2 separate regions of the Zea mays genome follow, and region 1 is linked to region 2. Evidence: chromatin contacts called from public Hi-C data. All regions are on one chromosome and are shown on one strand. Each heading gives the region's core, a stretch centred on a gene start, on an enhancer-like site or on the middle of the called end of the contact. The rest is flanking DNA. Distances are from core to core; before and after follow the strand shown.

Region 1 (3,612 bases), core at 765-3,264, 210 kb before region 2:
TCTTGATTCGCCCAATCGAGTGACAATCGAAGCACATAGGCGTCTCCTATAAAACCTACCAAACTCAACAGAATAGGACCCTGACTACATGAACCGTCTCTCACAGTGGGAATGTGGGATTCAGTACTGAAGTCCAACCAACACCTAGGACTAGGATACAAAATCCAGGGTACTCTCTGCTTTTGCTTATTTCACTAGAACGAATTACTCGCCAAAATAGATATACGCTCACTACGGCAGCTTCCCTACCGAATCGAAACGACGGTGCAGGATTTGGAGAGAACTGATAGAGGCTGACATGGTGGGGGTGCTGTTGAGGTCGGTGGCGAGGGCGGCTTCCTTCTCCCCGGATATGGCTGCCGGACTGCCGAGCGGAGGGAGGGATAAGTGGGAAGCGATGACCGCGAGGCGGTTGCCGCTCGCCGTCGGCGGGCTATTGCGCCTCATCCCCACTGATTTCCGTCGCACCTTCGCTGCTCGCCTGCCCGTCTTCCGAAGGTGAAGAAGACGTGAAGTTGTAGAGCAGTTGACCAGTTGATCCCCGCCTGCCCACGCAGCGCGGTGAGTTAATTGACTTTATAACAGTCTCGTCCCGGCTTCGTCTGTATACTACTCCGCAGCTCCGCTTTACCAGATTGGTATTATGGAATACACACGCTAAATTGGTAAGGTTAATCTCGAGAAAATTGGATTTATGTCATTATCAAACTACGGATTCGCTCGAATGCCATTATGAAAACACGCTTCGTTACTACGCCATTTTCAAACACTGGATTACAGATAAAATGCCATTTAGGGGGTTATTTGACAAAGTATCAACTAATTGGACTATTTTACCCCTAAACTAAAACAGCTCCTCTCTGTTCTCTGTCTCTCGTGTTTTCTCCTCCTCTCTGTACCGCACCACACCAGACCAGGTTCCTCTCTGTTCTCTCAGCCGTGTCTCCTCCTCTCCGACGGCGAGCACCAGGCGAGCTCCAGCACGTACCAGGCCGCCCGGGCTCAGCTCCCCACGGCTTGCTCCAGCACGTCGCCCGGGCTCAGCTCCCCACGGCTTGCTCCAGCACGCCGCAAGGGCTCCCCACGGCGAGCTCCCCTCGGTGGCCTGTTCCCCTCAGCGACGGGCGGTTCCCCTCGGCTAGCTACAGCAGCGGTGGTCGGTTCCCCTCAGCTAACCTCGACGAGCTCCAGGTATGCATATGGGTTTTAGGCTTTAGGATTTAGGCTTTAGACTTTAGGGTTTGTTCTGATTTGAGTTAGCAGCAGCGAAGATCTCACATTATTGGTCACCAACAGTTGGCTAGATGGATTACAGCTGGAATGATTCTATGTACGAGTATGATTCTACATTTAATTAATTTTATAGAAATCGAATGAAGTAGTATGATTGTACATTTTTATTTTTTATTTTCAGTTTTGACGATGAGCTTCTGCCTAGCTTAGCATTGGTAGTACATCCTAGTGGTCATCCAAAGGTTGGTATTGACTGGGACGCACTTCAAATTGTTGAGAGGCAAGATGAGGAAGGTAGGATAGAAATTGTTGACGATGACAGAATGTATGAGTTGATTGGTTTGAGAGCTGAGGATGAAGCTGCTGAGAAGGCTGGTGAAGCTTTCAAGATGCAAGAGGGTGATGTCAATAGAAGTTATAGTGACAATGAAACTATTGATGCAGCCATCCCTGTTGATGATGAAATTCCAGATGAGAGAGTGATGTTGCATGACCCAGACAAGCCTTGTATGGATATTGGAACAGTGTACCCCAGCATGCGTGACTTCAGGCTAGCTGTGAGACAGTTTGCGATCAATGAAGAGTTTGAGCTAGAAATATATAAAACTGATCCAAGTCGATTTATTGGTAATTGCAAAGGAGAAGGTTGCCCTTGGCATATTGTGGGACGTAGGCAACAATCTGGGAATAGTGTTATGGTATAGACTTGTTCTTACTAATCTATGTTGTGCCCTTGCCATCTTTGTTGTTACTAACTGAGGTTTATTATTGCAGGTCACTGTCTTAATTGAGGAACACACTTGTACTTCCAGTGCTAGAAGGAAAACCACGACCCCTACTAGCGCTTGGGTAGCATCAAAGGTTATCCATCTTCCATTGCTTGCTGTATGTACAGATGCATGCAAAGGGTTAGAAAATGCAGTAAAACTTGTTTTCCCTCAGGCTGACCAAAGAGAATGCTTTAGGCATCTAATACAGAATTTTGTTAAGAGGTTTGGAGGTGACATATTCTCTAAGATGTACCCTACAGCTAGGGCATATAGGCCAGAAGTTTCACAATTCTTTTACAATCAAGTTGTGGAAGCTTCCCCAGATGTAAAGAAATGGCTAGATACTTACCACAAGCTGAAATGGAGGAGAAGTCAGTTTAATCCTGCCATCAAGTGTGATTATGTCACCAACAATCTAGCTGAAGTCTTCAACAATTGGATTAAAGATTGGAAGGACCTTCCAGTTGTTGAGCTTGCAGACAAGTGTAGGGAGATGATAATGGTGTTGTGGGAGAAAAGGAGAAGAATTGGAGATAAACTTAATGGGAAGATCTTACCTGCTGTTTTACAACAATTGAAGGCAAGGACCAGAGGCCTAGGGCATCTATCAGTGACAAAGGCTGGTTTTTTCTCTGCACAGGTTGAGGACAGCACAAACACTCACAACAGACATGTAGTGAAGTCATATTTGCATGAGTGTACATGCCTAGAGTGGCAGCACACCGGCAAACCTTGTCCACATGCATTGGCTTTGATTACAGCACAGGAGAGTGTGGATGTCGAATTGGAAGATTTTGTGCATGAATTCTACTCTGTACAAAGGTTCAAAAATGCATATAAGAGAATAATTGAACCACTACCTGATAAGTCTCAATGGCAAACAGTGGATCTGCCCTATGCGGTTGCTGCACCACTTGACAAGAGAGGTAAAGGAAGGTATAAGAAACTAAGAATTAAGAGTTGTTTGGAAGGTGGGAATAGCAAAGGGGAAAAAGTAGCTACAGAGAAAGGCAAGGAAGCTGACAAGAATGCAGTACTAGAAGCTGACATGGAGGGTTCAAACCAATCTGAGAAGGGGAAAAGGAAGATGATTAGAGGCAAAAGAAAGTGCAAAAGATGTGGAGAATTAGGTCACAGTGAAACTAGCTACAAGTGCCCATTGAACGGAACAAAGAAAAGGTAAGTGATGAAATGTCTAATTTGAACATTTGCACTGTTATATTTGTATCTAACTGTGCTGTCCAACTTGTAGGAAGAGAAAGCCTCGCATGAATAGAACAAAGTATGGGGATAATGCCAAAATCCCCAAAACTCGACTTCAACGAAGTGTCCAAGGTCAAGGTGTTGTCCAAGGTGAAGCTAATGTCGAACTTGAAACTGTTCAAGATCATGGTGCTGTCCAAACTGAAGCTGATGTCCAGCTCGAAGTTTCTCTTCCGGTTACACCAACAAGGGAGTCTATTTTACAGGACAGCCCAATCAGAGTCACTAGGAGGTAAACATATCATTATGATTATGTTGCATCAAGTCGTTGTTGTCTCATTAAATTACTGGTCTTTATTTTTTTCAGTCGGCTTGCTATGCTACTGGGAGATGGACAGATTGATAT
Region 2 (3,802 bases), core at 397-2,896:
GACTAATCGTCTGATCGCCCAGTGGCATCGATCAGACGATCAGGCGATCTGAAAACAATGAAAAGCACTTCTGCGACAAGCTCACGATAAGCTGCACATTTGGGTTGAATTGTGTCCAAAAACATAACATGAGAAGTGAGGTTGCCAAAGCGGGCCATAACTGTGATATAGAAGCTATTTTTCTGGCAACTATACTATGTGCATAATCCATATGATGATGAACCTCAACTGCAAACTAACTATTTGATCTATGTACACATCTTCACTGACAAGATGGGGCCAGAGTTCCTGAATAAATTCTAGTAAAAGTATATTACTAAATGGTTGAAGGACAGGCTGGTATAGTGGTGGGAGCTATCTCACTGAGTCACTAGGTCACGAGTTTGATGCAGCGTCTCTGCATTTGCCGGTCAAAGGCTTAGTAAAATACTAAATGTTGAGTTTAGCTGATATATGAAAATTAAATCAGTAATTATTAATCACTAGAAGTTGCGATCCCAGCAGATGGAGGAAAAAGGTATTCGTTCTAGAAATATAATATTGTGCTTGAGCCATATGGCAATGAAGCTCTGAACTAAATATGTTGATCTAATCTACACAGACTTCTTACAAAGTTCGTGCATTATCGAAGTCAGTTTACAGTTCAAAAATAAGCTACATAAAAAAGCAATTGTAAATTACCTGTAGTGACAACTGCTGATGATACAACGCACCAGCAGTTTCTTTCGTCACAGGAGACACAATGCCAACACTAAGTAGCAAATCCTGCATGTCTTGCTTAGAGCCCATCTCTTCATCATTGGAATTTGATTCAGTAGATGAGTTCATTAATAGCTTGAGCCTCATTTTCTCTGCTAACTGCATCATTTCCTTAGCTTTGCCCTGGAGCATAGAAAATAACAATAATTGAGTTCAAACTAGACCATGGTGATCAATCTCGAAGATGGTAGCTGTGAAATGCTAACCATGAGGGCATTGAGATCCTGGAACGCATCTTGTAAGTTCTGGCCGGCGCTCTCCCATGACTCCTGCTCCATCCGCAGTATCCCAGAGACCCCAACAACGGGCATCCGGATCCCGACGTTCTCCGCAGGCACATCTGCGACGGGCGTGCTGCTCGACGGAGCAGCTGCGGGGGCCACCTCCCAAGCCCTTGCACGGATCGCCTCGAGCAGCCTCCCGAAGAACACATCAACGTCAGCCTTACAGGTCACGACGATGGCAATGACCTCCGATCGCACGGATGGCATGGAGATCTGGAGGCGGATGCGGTGATGCTGCGACGAGGAAGATGAGGACGAGGAGAAGAGGGAGCGAAGGGGGTTATGGTTGTGCCTGCGGTGGGGAGGGTAGGCATGGACAACGGTGGCGAGCGGGAGGCCGCGTGCGGAGCGGGACGGCTCGTGGAGGAAGATGAGGCGGTGGGAAGTGAGCGCGAGGAGGCAGGCGCGGAGGGGCGCGAGGTGTGGGTTCTCCTCGGGCTCGAGATCGACAAGCGGGACGAGATTCCGCTCCACCTCGCCTGCGGAAAGCACCGGGCGGCCGGACGCCGTCACGGACGCTGACGGGAGCCAGTCGGCTGCGGCGGCGGACATGGCGGCGGTGCTCGGGTTCTGTGGTTTGTTTGGGTTTTCCTGTGCACGGTAGCGAAGCGGCTAGTGAAAAACTGAAAATAACGGTTTAGACCGTTTGGCAAATGACAACCAACCAGTGATGCGGAGTAGTAATGTTTGTTCAGAACTTGTTAAGGGAACGGTAATAGGATCTGGTTACTTACTAGTTATAATTAGATTAGATATACCAGAAATAGTCCAACCAAACAAAAGTTTTGTATCAATATCCATTACCCCATATAAATTAGTTGCGTTACATTTCGACGAACCAAACGCCACCGTAGAGTAAAACAGTCTCAAATACTCCTAAAGGTTCGTTTGGATGTAGATATTGAAAATGTTAGAATTAAATTAGATCCACTACCAAATCTATCTAGCATCAGAAATGAGTTTCAATACAAATTTGTTGTTTAAAAGTATCTGGAATTACAATTTCATCTAATACCTAGAGTCTTGGTTCTGAATCTTGAGATACACTTTAAAGTTCAATTTCAACTAATTGAGCTTTAATTCCAGCTCTAAATTCATTAGCTCAGAATTCTTGATTCTAATTCTCAGTTCCAGTATTGAATATCTACATCCAAACGATGTACAAATATAAAAAACAGTGAATAATTTGATTGTACGTTTGCATCAAATAGTTAATTGCATAGCAATGAAAATAGCGATTTATTGAGTCTGCTTTTTGCCATTTTTGTCCAACTAAAATTATGGCAAGCCAAAAAATTAATCCTTAGTTAATTTATTATTAAAGAATTAGTGCACTGATGTTTATGACTAATGTTTGTGGACAAATATTTAGAAACTTTTTAAATTGCACGAAAGAGAAACGGTGTGTTCTGCTATTGTTTTGACACTCGGCCTATATATATATAGGGTAAGACTATTAGAAACTCTAGGTTTCTAAGGGTCTGTTTGGTTGAGCTGTGGCTGTGGAAAAAGTTGCTGTGGGCTGTGAGCTGTGGAAAAAGCTGTTGTAGGCTGTGTGCTGTTAAAAAGCTAAAAATCGTTTGGTGGAAACCACTAAAAGTCGTTAAAAGTTCTTCGATATATGTTTTCACAGTTCCATCCAAAAGCCACTAAAAGCAGGTCCAGGGGTGCTTTCAGTTTTGCACTACGAGAAAGTCGGCTTTTAAAAAAAGCTGCTTCTTGAATCCAGCCCTTTGGTTGGCTTTTGGCTTTTAGGGGGCAAAAGCCAAAGCCAAAAGCCAAACCAAACACACCCTAAATATACAGTGGAAGCCCAGTCGTCCCTGTACCACTCGACCAGACCAGCTCCATCCATCCTCTGCACCACCCGATCAGACCAGCCTGCCCGCTTCCACCCCACGTCCATCTCGCATGTGCGCCTTTTGTTTTCATTTGCATGTGTAACAAAATTGGAAGCATGCGCACAAATTTAGCAGATGGATTGATATACATAAAAACAAAAAATCTGATTTGAATGTTTTATTTTGTCCATAAATATAAGATTTCTATAACAGTCATGCAGTTAATCTCGTTAGAAACATTTTATAATATATATTAATACTAATTTATGCTACACGGTGTAGGTATTTATGCAATACGGCACGTCGCATAAAAAATTAGTTTCCTGCTGTATGTGCACAAATTTAGGATGGCAAAAATGTGTGTTGAGAAGAAATGGATTGACATGCATGGAAACAGAAAAACTGATTTAAATACTATACTAGGTATGTGCCTGTGCGTTGCCACAGGAGTTAAAAATTAGTATAAACATAGATATAGAACGACAAACATCACTATGATATGCAAAATACGTGTGACAAATATCACCATAACACGAATATTATATTGACGATATAAATATATAACATTATTATAGATACGCCAAATCAAATAGAATGAATTGATGTCGAAGAAGAAACATTATAAGAAGTCAAACAACCATATCAAAACATTTATTCATGAGTACAACCAAGTACAATTCAAGAAACGAATAACAATCCCTTCTCATGAGAAACACTACAAGGAGAATCAGACTGCAAAGTTTATATCAGGCACATCTGCAAGGAGAATGCCTCCCATTTAGTTGCTACATGTAGAAATGCATCATAAACTATACAAGGTATGTGCCTGTGTGTTGCCACATGAGTTAAAAATTAGTATAAACATAGATATATAACGACAAACATCACTATGATATGCAAAATCCGTGTGACAAATAT

What was found. Hi-C and Micro-C count contacts between places; a contact is called where the count stands out from the background.
Region 1: a contact with region 2 is called in a Hi-C map of endosperm, with 2.3 times the contacts expected there. The contact joins the promoter of LOC109945173 here to the promoter of LOC103651086 in region 2. A contact is called at or near these places in 6 of 25 Hi-C or Micro-C datasets (bundle sheath, ear, endosperm and 2 more).

What each region holds. Positions count from the first base shown.
Region 1 is chr3:191,856,786-191,860,397 of Zm-B73-REFERENCE-NAM-5.0, reverse strand. LOC109945173 reads left to right here and starts at 2,014. Exons shown (of 3, transcript XM_023302134.1): 1 at 2,014-3,182; 2 at 3,256-3,498; 3 at 3,574-3,612. The coding sequence starts at 2,251. It overlaps LOC100277449 (14 kDa zinc-binding protein-like), which reads right to left and starts at 551. Exons shown (of 5, transcript NM_001364796.1): 1 at 299-551. The coding sequence starts at 447.
Region 2 is chr3:191,646,969-191,650,770 of Zm-B73-REFERENCE-NAM-5.0, reverse strand. LOC103651086 (vacuolar protein sorting-associated protein 36) reads right to left here and starts at 1,646. Exons shown (of 8, transcript XM_020550435.3): 1 at 966-1,646; 2 at 682-882. The coding sequence starts at 1,595.